Linked DNA regions of Mus musculus: region 2 is linked to region 1. A link is a contact called in public Hi-C data. All regions are on one chromosome and are shown on one strand. The core of a region is the stretch at or near the end of the contact, and the rest is flanking DNA. Distances in the headings are between cores, read along the strand shown. Region 1 has its middle 10 kb from the start of Gm32622. Region 2 has its middle 390 kb from the start of Mir6343.

Region 1 (4,059 bases), core at 1,082-3,581:
ATATTTTCCCAAGGTCTTAGGCCACCCCTGTGAAAGGGACATTCAACCCATTCAAGCCCAAAAGCAGTCAAGACCCACAGGTTGAGAACCGCTGCGCTATGCACTCTCCAGGTGCCCCTCAAAACTGTATGGCAGCGCTGGAGAGTTGCGGGAAGGGAGAGGCAGTAAGAACCTCACTACCATCTTCTCACAAGTATGACATACTGGGTTGAAGGCCATGGACAAAATTCTGTCAGCCTCAGCTTAGTGTGAAGCTGGACACACCTGAATATATTATTCAAATAGCAGAGACAGGCGACAGGCTTGGGGCATGTTGAAACATTAAGCTGACAGGGGAAGTACTAGAACTGATGTCTGGGCACCAAACAGCATCATCCACACTGCAAGGTGGTGTTCGTTAGGGGTTTGAAAACAGAGGCTAAGTCCTGGAAGCCCGAGGTAGGGTATAGTACCAGAAGGCTCCGCAGATTTCCTCTCCCAAGCCCCTCGCTCTCCTTTGATTTCATGTAGGTCTGACAAATAGACTGTAAGTGTCCAAACTTTAGAAGACTCGCTGGACGTCACATATCAATAGGGCATTCCTGCCTCCCCAGCAGGCTCCTGCATGTCCCTTCCTGACCCAGTCTCCTCTGTGGGGGTAAACAGAGTCTGGTTTGTATCACTACAGACTAGCTTGTCTGTCCTTGTTCTTATGTATATAGAGCACTATAGTATAGATTCTCGTGTCAGCTCCCCCTTGCCTCAGGTTGCATCTGTACGTTTATCTCTGTCATTCAATACGTACTACAGTCTTTCTTTTTCATTGTCCACCGCAAGAGCACATCCAGTTTGCACGCACGTTTGGATAGTTTGTTTATCCTCCTGGGTAGTTTCCAATATTTTTACTATTCTGAAGTAATAATCTGGAACATTTATCTTGCTGAACAAATGCACGGGCTTCCCTTGAAGAAAGACTTTGGAGTATAAAAACTTGAATACTGTGCAGGTGGGTGCATTTATCTCTAAATACTCCTGTGCAATGATCCTCTTTGGTGACCATGCCAACCTACACTCTTACCAACTCCATATGAGTTTACTTGACCCACATCTTTGCCCAATGTTAATATTGTTAGACTTTTATCATTTTAGCCAACCTACTTGCAGGTGAGTAGCAGTGTCTTATTATGGTTTTGATTAGTGTTTCTTATCTAGGACTGTTCCACTTCAAATACTGATGTGGGTGCCTGACAGGGGCCACAGGGTCTCTCCAGTCACATGGGTTGCGTCCCCTGGCACTAGTAAACAGCCTTGCAGACAGTCAATAGACTAGGACTAAAGTCAACACATTCTTACTATGGAGACCTAACAGGAATTGCAGTCTTGGGGGACTTCAGCACAACTCTGACCCTCTGAGGAGGGAATGAGCTAGAAGAGACTACGGAGCATGCACTGTGCCCATGTATGTAAATCACATGTAAAAGGCAGAAAGCAGACCCTCAAGCTATGATGCTCTGCAGCTGCCGTGCCTACCTGTCTCCACTCCAGAGAATGCCGGAACACCCAGGAGGCAGCAGGCAGGGTTCAACAAGGGTAAGGTTTTACTCTTGTCTTTAATCTGGTACCATGGGGACACTGGACCCTCACCCTTGGGATGTCCATAAAATATAAAAATCGGGGTTTCTTTGTTTGGCTCTTTCTTAATTGATTATCCATTTGTGTTCAAATAAATGAGGCTTCTTCTGGCTAGTGGTTAACTTAGAATCAGACAGTGGGAAGGCGTTACTGTCTATGGCACCTGTCACAGGCATAGGAAAGGCATCGTTGGTGTCCTGAAAATGTGCCTGATGAAAGCTAATATATGACCCAGAATCAGTAATCAGAAAGGAGGCTTTGAATCTCACTCATCTTAAGATTTGGGCCAAGTAACTTCTCTGTGAACTGATTTTTTTCCCATCTATATCAACTGGAGTTGAACCACTTTGAGGAAGGTCGGTGTCAAGGTCTAGTTCTCCCAATCTGTGACTTCCCTTCAACCTTAGTGCCTGGCTTTGCTAAGATACAAAAGCATCCACTCCCGGGTAGAGCAATGAGACCTGGGCCAGTTCCCGCCACACATCCAAGATGATAGAAAGCCCGACCCAGATTCTGCACTGGCTAATTGAGCATTAAGACACAACAAGGGCTCTATTGCGGCATAATAATGCATGCCTGGCTGATTTATTAAGCATCTAACTTAAAAGCGCATTGTTCTGCAAGGCCCCGTAGCTTAGGCAGCGCTCCATGGAAAACACTTGCGGTGAGGCTGCTGTAGTGTTCAGATCCTGTTACATCCCATAACTTCCAACTTCCCAGTCCCTAGGCTGCAGCCTTCAGCTCCCTTCCTGCCCTTTTCAGAAGCCTGACAGCCTGGGTCTGGCTCTCACCTCTTTGCAGAGCTGTGGCGCCCCCTGTCGGCACTGAGTTTTTCTTAGATTCTAACTATGCAGCAAAGGGAGGAGGGATTGACGGCTTTCTCTAACTCAGATGAAGCCAGGCAGAAGGCAAACGAAGAGAAAGAACCCCACAACCTGCCCCCTTGGCCAGCCTAATTTTACTCAGAGCACTTCTCTCTGGCTCCCATGTTTATGTTTATTTAAGCTCCACTCGTGTACAACGATAACAAAGCCTATGTTTTGTTCTCTATTGGAATTTCGGCTCCCTGCTTGGCATGAAGGAGGCACCTGGTAATATTTTCCCCGAAAGAATCATTTATTCATTCCATGAGTGGTGATGTCAGGTGGTAGCAACAGTCTCCAAGCAGAAGAAAGCAGGGTAAAGAGGATGGCGTGCCAAAAGTAAGTTTTGCTATTTCAGATGAAGTGATTAGGGAGTGGGGAGAGCTCTCGATAAAGATCCACAAACAGAAACAAAGAAAATAAGAAAATGTGTCACTCAAAGTTGTAGGGGAAGAATATTCTAGATTGAACCCAGCCAGTTTCAAGGCCCAAGTGAGAGCGTGACGAATTTGCAGGGGCCCATGGGCCTGAAGCATAGCACGAGAGCAGAAGGCAAGAGGGTTGAGAGGTATCTAAGGCCAAATCTCTAAAAGGGACAGGAGCTTGCCAGGCATGGACCAGATCCAACCCCGTGCCCTTTGTGGTAATGTGCCGGGTTATAGCCGTGCTGTGCCTTACCTTATCCTCCATGGCTTTGCTCATGCTACAGCAGATGAGCACACAGACACCAGGCCGGCAAAGGCCAAAATAGTCGCTGTCCAGCCCCTGCCCTCAGTCATCAGAGACCACTGTCAAGACTTCAGCTCTTCTCAGAAGAACAATGGGAAGCCACTAGAGGCCCAGACACTGAGCAGAAGGTTGACACACTCAGACTCACAACTTAAAAGGATCAGAGTTGCTTCTGAGGGAAATAAGAATTGTAGGGGTAGAAGCTGAAAAGTCAGTTAAGAGGTGAGAAATGGAAGTAGATTCGGCTAGAAATATTATCAGATTAGGAGATACACACCCCAGAAGCCCCTGTAACCTGCACTGCGTTTCTTTGCTTTTATGGATTCTAGCCTGGAGCTTCTGGGTTTATATGGGAGAGCTAAGAAGTCATCTGAAAAACTACAGTGTTGTTTCATTTCCATTTCTTTTCTACATCAGGAAGGAAGCCATGGCTATGATGCTAAATGTTGCAGAGAACAAGCAGCCATTTCTAATGATCTTTTGCTAATCATTCTAGGCTTGAGCTAGGGTCAAGACAAGACATTGGTTTATGTGCCAGTTCCTGGCAGCTTTCCTCATTGAAGCAGACAGACATTCAACTGGTTGGGGTTGGGGGGCACTTGGATTTAGGTCTGAGGGGGTTGAGTGCAGGTCAGGACATCAGCAAAGGCTTCAAGCTACAATTATGAATCAAACATTCCAGAGGAAGCTGAGGACCAGGGGACAATGTAATGACAATGGGAAATACCCAAAAGAAAGTATAAGGGTCGCACATCCTTACACATCCTTGCCCTCAGCCCAGCAATCAGCATGACTCAGGTAAAGCCTCACCTCCCATCATTCCTTGATGCAACACATACAGAGGCTGCCAGGTAGA
Region 2 (4,059 bases), core at 1,002-3,501, 970 kb before region 1:
CTACCCACCCTCCCTTCCTTCTTCCCTCTATTTTCTCCTCCTCCCTCCCTCCCCTCCCTCCCTCCCCTCCCTCCCCTCCCTTCCCTCCCCTCCCTCCCTCCCTCCCCTCCCTCCCTTCCCTCCCCTCCCTCCCTCCCTCCCCTCCCTTCCCTCCCTCCCCTCCCTCCTTCCCTCCCTCCCTTCCTTCCTTCCTTCCTTCCATCCTTCCTATCTTCCCTTCTTCCTTTCCTCCCTTCTTTCCTCCCTCTCTCCTTCCCTCCCTTCTTCCCATCCGCCCCCCCTCCGTCCCTCCCTCCTTTCCTTCTAATAGATCCCAGACCGGGAGGTTTGATCTCATGTTCTCCTTGCCTTTGCCCCCCCCCTCCCCCGCCCCGCCCTCCCCGCCCCAGTGCTGGGATTACCGATGTGTTCTGCTATGCCTGATTTCCCAAAGCTTCTAATCAGATTCTGAACCAGGCCTGGGGCTGTAGCTTGGCAGTCAGCTGCATGCCTAGCACATGTGAGACTCTAGGTTCAGTCTATGGTACCATGAGGGAAAACAAAAGAAGATAATGTCCCAACTGACAGTGTTGGTTTGCCTCACATGGCATCCTAGGCAAGCATAACTAGAGCACTACTGAGTACCAAATGACCTAATTATCCAGGCCAAATGACCTAATTATCATTCTTGAGTTCAATTGACTTGATCAACAGGTGTGGTCCCTGGGAAAAATCCAGATGTTTCTGTCTGAAGAATAGATAAGGTACCCTGGCAGAATAAACCCCAGAGAAGTTTACCACAAAAACCTCAGTTCTCTTTCTAGAGCAGTGTTCTGGGACAACTGTGGGAAACACAGACCTTTCAGATTCCTTTAATGTTTGACATAAGTTAAAGTGGCAAGGAGAAGCTCATTCAATTTCCCTAGTAATCACAATCATTGTACCTATTCTATATAAGCACATGTACCTTCCATGTACAGCAGTACATTGCATATTATATATGTATTGACATATATGGTGTACTGTGAATGCATGTGTGCTGTGAGTCACATACACTGTTTTAACTCATTGTTTAAAGAAATATGTCACCTTTGTTCACTGGTGTTTGAACATAGCCACGGTAGATGGTAAAGTGGAAAGTTTTACAGGCTAATTTTACATCTAGCACTATTGGTTTATTGGAACAAACACACAACTCATATGAATGTGGTTAATACTGGGTCTTGCATCGGTAATGTCTTTCGTTCGTTTTATGCCTCCTTTAAAGTGCGTATCTGTGCCTGCCACTTTCCAACTTGCGCCACGGGCTTTATAACCATTACCGTACCACTGTACAAAGCTGCCAAATGAGGATTTTGAAATTTAACTACAATACAGCTGGCCACAGATCTGGGAGTGGTTAGGAGGTGGGGGAGGCAAAAAAAATCATAAGAGGTCTGATGTCTCTATTAAGGGCCAGGTAGAAACATTTATTCTGAGGGGTGGCTCTGGGGGGGCCACAATTGGTCCCTGTATTTCCCCTTAGCTGGCATCACTGCATACGTTAAAACTCTCAGCCCTTTCTCTGGGGCATGCTGCAGAAACTTGAGATCACAGAGTTTCATGTCTGAAGAAGGCCAGAAGGTTCTCATTAGAAGCTCATTCCTCAACTACCTACGAGGAAAACAAAGACCCCTGATCTTCCCGTGGAGGGCTCTTTATGTGGCCCAAGCGGTCAGTACCTTGTGGGGATTGTTAAGGATTTAACAGGACATCTGAGAGTGAAGCAAGCTTTGTGTTAGGAAATCGCGATGGGAATGCTTGTGAGGGGCGAGCGCTGAAGGCGGCCCAGGCACAAGCCGTTCTTCATACTTTGAGTACTGCTCTGTTCCAAATCTTTAAAACATACTCTTTTGTTCTCTGCAATTTTATGCTTAAAAGTGGTGGTGAGGATTACTATCTGGTTGCAAATACATAGTTCTGGGGCTTTGCTCTCTCTCTATACCCGTATTTCTTAGAAAGGGAAAAACTGCTATCTCCTGACAGAGAAATTGCCCTTGGCCGCTTTGGGAAGGCAACCTGAGTCCTGTAATGAGCCAGGTGGGCAGCGCTTGGATATTCATTCACCTTACAACCCTGGGTAACCCCTAGGTCCCTGGGGTGATCCCGGCACCCTCACTGATGTCTTTCCACTGTACTTCTTGTATTTGGGCTTCTTTGATCCTCCGGTGCCCTGACTCAAAGGGAGGGGGGAGAGTAAAGAGAGGCCCAGAGTTCAGCACAATGCTGGAGGCTCTGTAGAAGGTGGTGAGAACAGTAGGCCCAAACTTCAGTGACTGCAGCCTCCAGGCCTAGCCAGAGATGACCCCGATATGTGACAGGAACTTCCCTAGCATTGAAATTTTCTCAGGATGGGACTTTGAGGTAAAGTTGAGGCATTAAGTTACTCCCCAAACAGATAAGCCTTTCATTACCGGTCTTCCCTGGAAAGCAAGTTTGACAAGTTTGATATTTATACGAGGACCGTGAAGTTTACTAGCAAGTTCAAAGGCATAATCCATTACTGCAGGCAGCTGTGAGTGGAAAGATGGTTAGCCCTTTTAGATTTTCACATGAATGATGGAAATACTTAAGAAGGCATGATTTTTTTTTCCAAGGAAAAGGCTGAGGTTAGGTGAGCCACACTTATATTTTAATGAGTACTAGTATATTGAATACCAAACTGAAAAATGGGAAAATGCATATTCAGTGGTCTCAACGGTCTGTTTTGTGTTATATTTTTCTCGCTCTGATGCATCTTTACTGCAAAGCTCAGAAATCTAGATTCATGATATTTATACATAAAAACTTGTGTCTATAAATACACACATACACACACATTCACCCTTAATATTCTATTGTATTCAGCCTCTACTCTCTCCTGTGGGGGGAAAAAACTATCAATGATCAATACATTTAAAAAATATATTGATATTTTACATACTCACTGGGATTATAGTACTGTAAGCTTTTTAAAAATATAAAGATTGATTGGCAAAGTTTAGTTAGTTCTAAAACGAGCCTATTGTTGGCCTTGACCAAATCAAGGCTGCAGCTTCTCACTTCTGCAAGATGAAGAACTAGGCAGTGATTCCCAATTCCAGATGTACACCCCAAGTGACAGGCAACAATGAACACATTCCCTAAGGTAGTTAATAAACCGAAGCCTAGGAGGCCAGTGCAAGCAGGAGTTGCTTTCAAATCTTATTTTCATGTCGCAAATGAAGTAAAAATTTGTAACCTACTCCAAAATATCCAGATGTTAATATGAACATAAAATTTTTTTTCTTCCTGCATTTTTAAGCCAATTTGCTATTGTGGGAATACATAAACCCCAAACTCTTACCTGGTCCCTGGTTGCCCACCAGGTGAGGCTGAGGCTGTGTAAGTTCAGTTTGAGCAGCACTGCTCTCAGGTTTAATATTCTCTGAGAGCCCCCAGGTCTGTGGTTTGGGACGATGGGCATTTAAAATGGCACGACCGGTTTAAAGGTACAGTGGGCCTATTTTTCTATTTAATAGAGAGATCTTGGAATCTTTGTTATCCCAAATCCCACTTTGGATGTAGGAAAATTCTATAGTAACAGCCTCTAGGAATTCTAAGATTACAGTACAAAAGAGTGATCTAGGGAACTCTTCGGACTAGTGTAAACTTTGGGGTTAGACAGTAACTGAAGCACAACAATTTCTTAGAAGTCATGAGTTCCTGCCGTTAGGGGATCCAAGACCACCATGGACCAACATGAGGTGTTGAGCCAGCCCAGAATGGGGTGTTGGGGACTCTTATCATCAGAGCTGCCATTAGCCCACTTCCGTAGGTTACTTAAGTCAAAACAGAATCTGGGTTTCAAGTGTAGTGAGCAAGATGGGCTCTGGGCAGGAGATGGGTCTGGAGACCACACCTGTTTGTGAATGCCAATCAGGGGCTAGACTAGAAGGCAGATACTTTCACCAGAGATGACAAAAGGCTAGAGAGCACTTTGAAGGACACCAATATTCAGTTTGTCCCAGTGATGGTTGGATTCTGAAATGATTTTTTTTCCCCATACATCACAGTTGCATG

The links. A called contact is a pair of places that touch in the nucleus more often than the background predicts.
Region 2: a Hi-C map of cranial neural crest shows a contact between it and region 1, with 2.7 times the contacts expected there. The contact joins two enhancer-like sites. A contact is called at or near these places in 2 of 484 Hi-C or Micro-C datasets (cranial neural crest and palatal mesenchyme).

The regions. Positions count from the first base shown.
Region 1 is chr1:75,924,288-75,928,346 of GRCm38.p6, reverse strand. No RefSeq gene overlaps it. Among named protein-coding and RNA genes, the nearest start is that of Gm32622, 10 kb to the left of the region's middle. Within about 2 kb of position 2,331, at least 50 of the 459 cell types and tissues checked have an H3K27ac peak or open chromatin away from gene starts, as enhancers often do.
Region 2 is chr1:76,893,938-76,897,996 of GRCm38.p6, reverse strand. No RefSeq gene overlaps it. Among named protein-coding and RNA genes, the nearest start is that of Mir6343, 390 kb to the right of the region's middle. Within about 2 kb of position 2,251, at least 17 of the 459 cell types and tissues checked have an H3K27ac peak or open chromatin away from gene starts, as enhancers often do.